2 separate regions of the Mus musculus genome follow, and region 1 is linked to region 2. A link is a contact called in public HiChIP or PLAC-seq data. All regions are on one chromosome and are shown on one strand. Each heading gives the region's core, a stretch centred on a gene start, on an enhancer-like site or on the middle of the called end of the contact. The rest is flanking DNA. Distances are from core to core; before and after follow the strand shown. Region 1 holds the start of Spock1 (sparc/osteonectin, cwcv and kazal-like domains proteoglycan 1). Region 2 overlaps Spock1 (sparc/osteonectin, cwcv and kazal-like domains proteoglycan 1).

Region 1 (4,126 bases), core at 1,045-3,544, 45 kb before region 2:
GGCAGAGGCAGAGGCAGAGGCAGAGGCAGAGGCAGAGGCAGAGGCAGAGGCAGAGGCAGAGGCAGAGGCAGAGGCAGAGGCAGAGGCAGAGGCAGAGGCAGAGGCAGAGGCAGAGGCAGAGGCAGAGGCAGAGGCAGAGGCAGAGGCAGAGGCAGAGGCAGAGGCAGAGGCAGAGGCAGAGGCAGAGGCAGAGGCAGAGGCAGAGGCAGAGGCAGAGGCAGAGGCAGAGGCAGAGGCAGAGGCAGAGGCAGAGGCAGAGGCAGAGGCAGAGGCAGAGGCAGAGGCAGAGGCAGAGGCAGAGGCAGAGGCAGAGGCAGAGGCAGAGGCAGAGGCAGAGGCAGAGGCAGAGGCAGAGGCAGAGGCAGAGGCAGGCGGATTTCTGAGTTCGAGGCCAGCCTGGTCTACAGAGTGAGTTCCAGGACAGCCAGAGCTATACAGAGAAATCCTGTCTCGAAAAACAAAACAAAACAAAACAAAACAAAACAAAACAAAACAAAAAAAGATCCGTGACGACTGGAAAAGATGATCCGTGACGACTGAAGAGCCAGGAATGGCCATGCTGCAGGAGTTCATAGAAAGAGCCCAGGCTTGAGCAGGGCAGGCGGCTGGTGTGGCCAATCACTTAACTCAAAGGTAGATTAAGATGGCTTGATGAAAGAACTGGTTATGAGGAGGCAAAAATGACATCGGGTGTGACTCTTCAGAACAGGGGTGCTGACAAAACATGGCTGGGGAATGAGAGGTAATGCTTGCACAGGCCCGTATGTGAGCTAGAGCGCGGGACAAAGGCGGCGGCTGCGGCGGCAGGTGCGCAGGGGAACAAGCCGGGCAGCTGCCTTCCCAGCCACGGTACTGCGGTCCTGGGACTTGGGCGGGCTCCTAAGGTACGTGTCCGCAGAACACTGAGCCCCAACTTGGCACATAAGTTTCTCTTGAAATGAGATGCATTCCTCTCACTATCCCAAGCCTCTCTCTCTCCAGCTATGACATCAGATACTCACTGTGTTCATCCCCGTGATAAGATACTCTCTGGGTGAGGTGTTTCCCCAACATGAAAAAAAAAGACTCCACTTCTCCTGTACTAAGGCCTCCCAGAATGCACAAGAACTGCAATTCACATGCTTAAACCATGCCATCTGCCCAATTATTACAGCACGACTCACAACCGGCCACATCATCGTGGTGGCATATTGAAAAGCAGGGCTCAGGATCCCTCTGATACTGACTGTTGGTGGTGTGTCATGACTGGTGCAGCTGCTGAGAGCAAGGCAGATCGCACTGTCAGAGAGTTCCAGCCCACGGGAAGGTCACGCTTGCCATAAGTGACCTTAAGCGCAGTGAGCTTGCAGCTGGAGAAACACTGAGTTCTCAGGGCAGTGTCACCGAGGTCCTGGCCTGAATCACAGGGACCACAAATCTCGGAACAAATGGAGATGAGGCAGCTGCAGAATGCATTCAGATATTCTGGTAGCTCAAGTCTGCCCAGGGGCAAAGTGATCCCAGGCCTGGAGGAGCCCTTGCCACTGGGGTCTGACCCCAAGGCTAGCCTGTGTAGAAAGTGGGGACAAGAAGGCAGGGGTGGGTGGGTGGGTGGGGGCAAACAGAGGCAGAAGGGTAAGAGGGCAAGGACCAGGTGTGCAGGGGACTAGGGTTTGGGTGTTTCTCAGGGAAGTGTCCTGAAGGGTTTTGAGTTTGGTGTGTGTGTGTGTGTGTGTGTGTTCAGGGCTATAGGCTATAGCTGTGCCAAGAAGTAGGCAGCGATGCACCTGTTAAGTCGCTCCCACCCCTATTAAACCAAACACGCTGAGTATTTGGAAAGAGAAGAGAGGGCTGGGTCAAGGCCAGCTTTCTCCTTCTGTCCGTGCTTGAAGCTGGAGGTCGGTTCCACAGGACTCTTAGGGGTGGCTCTGGTTGGAGATCAGACTTAGAGATGCTGGGTGTATGGCTTGAACCAGGGAGTAGAGAAGTTCACCTAAATATTGTCTGTGCACAAGACGCAACAGGGACTCATTTAAAGGGCCGACTCTTGGAGAGAGTCTCCTCTCTCCACCGTAGAGATTCTGAGACGGGTGTCCCAAGCACTTACTCGTTGAGAGTCCCTCAACACTGGCGACTTCTTGGCCTTCTAACATCATTTCCCTGAGCTTGAAATCTGTGTCAGCCCTGTAGAGCTGCGAATGAATCACGCTCCCGGATGGGACCGCTGAGCGCCAAGTAGCCGCCAGGGGGCGCCAGAGGCCTCGGCTAGGAGCTCAGGCTTCTCCGCCCGCGGACGCCGCGCCCGAGACGAGCCAGAGCGCTGCGGGCTCACAAAGCGGCCGGACGCGCGGCGGCGGCAGGTGCGCAAGGGAACGAGCCGGGCATCAGCCTTCCCAGCCACCGCGGTACAGGAACCCCAGCAACTCGGGCGCCGGGACTCGGGCGGGCTCCCAAGGTACGTGTCCGCAGAACACTGAGCCCCAACTTGGCATATTTGGCGTAGTTGGGACCTTCCTGAGGCCATCTCCCGGGCTGGCAGGGTCAGGGCCTGGGGGCATTTCTGCGTGTCCCTGTTGCGCAGAAGCCGCGGGCCGGGAGCAGAGAGACCTTTGCCTTAGCTGGGAACGGGAAGCCCGGCTTGAGGGCACCCCAAAGCCCCCGTCTGCCAGAGCCTGGGATGATGCTCAGAGCGCCGTTATCCCTATCCCTACACCAGAGCTGTGGGGCCCGTCTGTGGGAGTGCGGCTGGCACATTGAGCATCCGGGTTTTGGGGGAGATGTACTGGAGCCCCACAACGGAGAGCCGGTGAGAGGGTCTTCAGTAGTTTGACGGCGGCCCCGAGTCGGTGACCTAGGCTCTGCGTTTGTAGCTGTTTCCATGCATAAGGGCTCTCCAGGTGCAACCTCCGTCCCAGGTGTGAGAGGGACCACCCTGTCCCCGCGGTGAGCCCAGGCGCTGCAGCTTGTGCGCGCCCCTAGGCGCCCAGACACCCGGTGGGAGTGAGGGGCTTGAGGTAGCCCTGTTGTCACCGGCTCACGCCCGTGTGCCCTGCCCCCAGATGCCAGCGATCGCGGTGCTCGCGGCGGCCGCCGCGGCGTGGTGCTTCCTCCAAGTGGACAGCCGGCACCTGGACGCGCTGGCCGGTGGCGCGGCCCTCAACAACGCCAATTTCCTAGACAATGACCAGTGGCTGAGCACTGTCTCCCAGTATGACCGTGACAAGTACTGGAACCGCTTCCGAGATGTGAGTTCGGCTGGGGGTGGAAAATGGGGGGGGGGGGCTCAGAGACCAGTGTAGGGGTTGGGGGTGGTAGGTTCAAACCTCTCATGGAGGTCCACAGTGCATCCGTCTAGCCTGAGAGGAACTTTAAAGAGAACTTGGAAGGCTGGGTGCTCTTGCGTGTTACCTGTATTCCAGGTATGTGCACTTGTAGGATCGATGCAGCTGTCCTCACAGAAACAGGGCACAAACCTTAAGCAGCTTGGGGAGAGGGGCTCTCCAAGTGTCTGAGAGCTACTGATGGCAGACTGACTTTACCAAACCCTGGAAGGAAGGTCCTGGGAGCTGCAGGATCTGGCTATCTTTTGGGTGCATCAGGAAAAAAAAATCTCTAGTGATGTGTATAGCTCATTTATTAAGAAGCCATGAGGTCAGGCATGAGGGGAGGTCTTGGGGGCCTCCTGGCAATGAACTTGATGGGATAGCAGGGAACAGTGCAGTGGCTTGGAGTCTTCCAGACTTCAGTGGAAGGGAAAAGGGAACAGGCAGCGCAGAGAATCAGAGAATCCTTTCCCCAGGAGAGTGCCAGGTGGGATGTGGGGGAGAAACCCTGGGGCATCAGGGCACATCTGCTGTTTGTCTCCGCCACAGTCCTGGCTCCTACATACCTCTGTGCTTCCAGAAGATGGGGCAAGAAGCCCCCTTCCAGTAGGACCTGCTCCCCAGCCCCTTCAAAGACTCCCCAGAGTGGTAGGGATTAAGGGGACATTAGGAATCCCTGTCCCCGAGATGCTTTCAGTATTGTAAAAATGTCTAAGACTTACAATGAGTAAAGCTTTTATGTTTGAATGTTTTGTTTTTATGCAGTAGTTTATGTGTTAGAACATTAAAAAAGCAATATATAATAAATTACACACACACTATAT
Region 2 (4,126 bases), core at 820-3,319:
ATGGATGCATACTTTCTTTTCCTGGTCCAGCTGCACCATGTGTAGATTTTATAACTGTGAGAGACATAGAAAATCGGGACAATTGTTTACTGATTTGAGCAAACATGGCTGTAGCTTTCAGTGTCTTGATATTCTGAAACCGAGCTCCCTTGGTCTCACATAGAGAATTTCTCACCCATGTGCTGTTTATGGGAAAGAAAGCTCAGGCTTTTGTTTTTACTTTCTTGTAGATACCCACGAGAATCAGGCAGAGCACACAGGGAATTGACAGTTATTTTTAATGAGAGGTGTATGTGAGGCAGCTTCACACTCCAAGGTCTCTGAGTGACTCTTCAGCTGACTCAGGGAGGGTGGGTGTATCTCCTGGTGGTGTGTTGACAGCGGAGCCATAATCTCTGGAAAGATGACATGGGTTCTGGTCCTGAGCTTTATTTAGAAGCTCGTCTATTTTGCTTAGTGGACCCATTCTTTATAATATGTATGGAAACAGCTTATAGCTCTCTAACATTTGTTGTTGCTTTGAATGAAGATAAAGAACATGAATCCTGGTAAAAGACTTCTGAATTTGACTTTTAAAAGTCACATAACCTCCAACCCCCAAAGCTCAGACCTGTGGGCTCCCATCCTGGATTTTTATTGCAACCTGGACATTTTCAGGAAACAAGGAAGGGTTTGCTTTTGGACTCATGTAGCCACTTTCACTAAGACAAAGGCACCAAGGACAAAAGTGGAGCTCAGACCAGCTGAAGATTTACCCTGGGCTTTTGCAGAGCTGACGGTACTGTGGAGGGGACAAGCAGAGGAAGAATGCTTACTCACGTGAGCAGAGAGAAGTCTGCGTTTGTATCCGTAACACAGGCAATAAAAACACAACCTCCATCACAGGGCAGAGCCACAGCCTAGACATTTGTCACTGCTGGATTTTGTGGAAAACTCTTCCAGAAGTTATTATACGGGACAGGTCATCCATACTCATTCCAGTTGAGTCAGCAGGATGCCAGTTGGACACATAACGAATTAAAGAGGGTAGTTCTTAGGGCTGGAGAGGTGGCTCCGTGGCTTAAGGCCACTTGCTGCTCTTGCAAAGGGCCTGAGTTCAGTTCTCATCGCTCACATTGTGTCTCACAACCTTCTGTAACTCCTCTTCCAGGGTCTCTGATGCCCCCTCCTTGGTCTCCATGAACACCAAACACACATGTGGTGTGTATACACACATGTAGGTAAAGCACCCATAAACATATGATAAAAGTAAATAAAGGAAAATACACCTTACAAAACAGTTGATAGGGTTGCTGGTATAAAACACAGATAGTGAAACTGTCCTAACCTGCAGAACTAGAGAAATACAGACATGCTTAGCTAGAAGGTTACAGTGCTCTCTGAAGGCAACTAACGTGAGCAACTGGAGCCAATCAGTGGGGCTGTCCGCAGCGTTTGCAATCCGTATCAGAATTAATGTGCCACAGCAGGAGTAAGATTTCAAAAGGAGGCATAAAATGTCTGTGTGGGACTAAGTAAAGTCTGGATGAGCTAAATCCCTTATTATTTTTGTATAGATCAAGGGGGGAGATGTTTACTAAGATGAAAGTTGTTAAATTTTCAAATGAGAAGCGGATTTACATGAACGTTAAAAGGAGTGCACGTTAGCTGGATTAGTGTAGCTCTTCTATGCTATCTGGGGCTAGATTACAGGAGTCTGTTTATGCTTAGTGTAACTCTCCTATCTGTGTTATTGTCTCAAAACACAATGGAAGAGCATGGGAGATGACGGGTGCCCTACAAAAATGAACACAGAGTGGAAAGCTCTGTGAGCATTTAGTTCACCCCGGAGAGACTGAGATGTGAGCTTGGGGCAACACTGAGGCTTTCTGTGACAACTTACTTCTGAAACTTTACAGTGTGCAGGAATGAATGCATCAGGGAAGCAGAGACAGAGTGGCCAAGCATGGGTTTCTGAGCTCGGGGAGCATGGAGCATTTAACAAGGAATGTGTCGATGGAGACTGGAGGATGCTCTTGTGTCAAGGGTCAAGGAGGAAAACAGTCATAGCTCTCAAGAAGCCTAGGCAGTGTGCTCCCTCCCGAGGCTGGCAGGGCCGGGAGTCAGTGGCTTTCAGGGTAGTGGAGTGCTCCACAGGGACTGGGGAGCTTTGAGGGGAAGACTTTTGGCTTGGCAAAATTCCTCTGGCATAGTTGAGCAAGATAGATGGACAACAGAGGTGCCGTGGGAAGGAAAGACCGGTGCAGACGAGTTAGCAAGGAGGAGGAGCCTAAGCAAGAATAATGGGGATGAATAGGAAGACACAACTGCCAGACACGAATGGGATTGATAGCACCTCACAGCTGTCAGAGACAAAGCATTAATGGGGAGAGGATCTATGCTTTTAAGCCCAGGGAGATAGTGGAGCCATTATCAGAAGAGAGGGAGAGAAAATTGGAGAAAAGTTAGCTATTAAATGTGAAACAAAGGAGTAGCTGAGTTATTAATGGGGTCTAGCATAAGATTAAAGACTTCCTGTTTTTATTTTATTTTTTTTTTACATTTTTCTTCAAAAATTAAATTCCCTTCCTTTCTTTTTTTAATTTTTTAAATTTTAATTTTTTTGGTCACTAACTTCTCAGTATCTGTTCATTAGTTAATTTGCTAACTCATTTTAACATCCATGCCATACTAATGTAAGACATTCATGATAGGAACCTGGTATGTCTATAATTTAAGATGTCATGGGTTTGATTCCCAATACTGCATAAACCAAGCTTGATAGCACACACCGGTGATCTCAATACTCCCTTTTTTTCTTCAATAGATTTATTTACAATGTTCTAAGAACTAATTCAGATAAAGTTGAGGTATTCTTTTCCTCCATGGAATTGCTATTTGGAGACTGATAGTATATCCCTCATATTTTTCTGAGGGTCATATTCTGTCCTTTGGTCAATATGGGTAGTCTGCCTGGGTCCGAAGCTTGTGCGAGGAGATGTGGATTCCCTGAGTGGCTGTGGGCCTTATTCTGGGTCAGATCCAGCCTCCATCTTGGACCCACAGCTTCCACTGACATATGTTGTAGAACTGTGTGCACTTGTGTGCATTACCCTGCTTAGTGCAGGCCTCTGCTAACGTCTGAAACCCGTGGGAAGACTTGTGGAATTCTATGTGTGCCTTTGGATCTTTCCCTGGGTCAGGCCTGGTCCTACCCTGGTTCCAGAGTCCAAACACCTAACAAAAAGACACAGACTAGTAGATTGGCTTAGAAAACAAGATCCATCTTTTTCACCACCCAAGGCAGACATCATCATAGGGTCAAAGGATGAAAAAGGGCATCCCCAAAAATGGATCCAAGAACCAAGCCATTGTAGCCATTCTAATATCTGACAAGATAGATAGAAAAGAAAAGAAAGAAGGTCACTTCATACTCATAAAAGGACAACTGCACCAAGATGACATTATAATTTCAAAGCATATATAAATTAATACATCCAATATAAGTGCATCCAATTCAATGGAAGAAATACTGTTAGACCTGCAGCCATGGGTTAGCTCCAACCCAAGGATACTGGGTGACTTCAGTCCCTCACTTACAGCACAGACAACTCTTACAGAAGCAAGCAGAGAAACCCTGGATTTAAATGGTATCATGAAGCGTATTACATCTATAGAATACTCCCTTTCAACACCAAAGAATACACATTCTTCTCTGTAGCACATGGAACATTCTCCAAAATTGATCACATATTAGGATACAAAACAACTTTCAACAGGTGTAAGGAGTTTGAAATGATATCCTGCAGTCTATCAGACCACATGGAACAAAGCCAGATATCAATAGCATTAGAATCTATAGGAAGTCCACAGTCTCCTGGAGATCAAGCAACTCACTATTGAATGATGAAGAATTGAAGAACTTAAGAAGGAAATTTTTAAAAAAATTCTAGAACTGAATGAAAATGAGCACACGATATATCAAAGTTGAATTATGAAGTTAGACCTAAGAAAAAACTCTATAATGCTAAGTGCCTATATAAAAAATTGGAAGACCTCAAATAAATAAATTAATGCACTGTAAAGTCTGAGAAACAAGAACAGGCCAACCCACAAAGACTATGTGGTAAGAAGTAATCAAAATCAG

Evidence for each region. HiChIP or PLAC-seq counts read pairs in DNA pulled down with a chosen protein or histone mark.
Region 1: a contact with region 2 is called in an H3K27ac HiChIP or PLAC-seq map of extraembryonic endoderm stem cells. The contact joins the promoter of Spock1 here to the enhancer-like site in region 2. A contact is called at or near these places in 4 of 39 promoter capture datasets (embryonic stem cells, hippocampal neurons, second pharyngeal arch cranial neural crest and 1 more), 11 of 484 Hi-C or Micro-C datasets (cerebral cortex, cortical neurons, embryonic ectoderm and 6 more), 7 of 115 datasets of contacts at active chromatin or transcription factors (embryonic forebrain, embryonic stem cells, extraembryonic endoderm stem cells and 3 more) and 3 of 9 other capture datasets (adipose tissue, liver and pancreatic islet).

The regions. Positions count from the first base shown.
Region 1 is chr13:57,906,500-57,910,625 of GRCm38.p6, reverse strand. It overlaps Spock1 (sparc/osteonectin, cwcv and kazal-like domains proteoglycan 1), which reads left to right and starts at 2,294. Exons shown (of 12, transcript NM_009262.3): 1 at 2,294-2,434; 2 at 3,039-3,224. The coding sequence starts at 3,039.
Region 2 is chr13:57,861,429-57,865,554 of GRCm38.p6, reverse strand. All of the region lies in intron 2 of Spock1 (sparc/osteonectin, cwcv and kazal-like domains proteoglycan 1), which reads left to right. Among named protein-coding and RNA genes, the nearest start is that of Spock1, 45 kb to the left of the region's middle. Within about 2 kb of position 2,069, at least 4 of the 459 cell types and tissues checked have an H3K27ac peak or open chromatin away from gene starts, as enhancers often do. A contact at or near this core is called in extraembryonic endoderm stem cells, where this site is marked.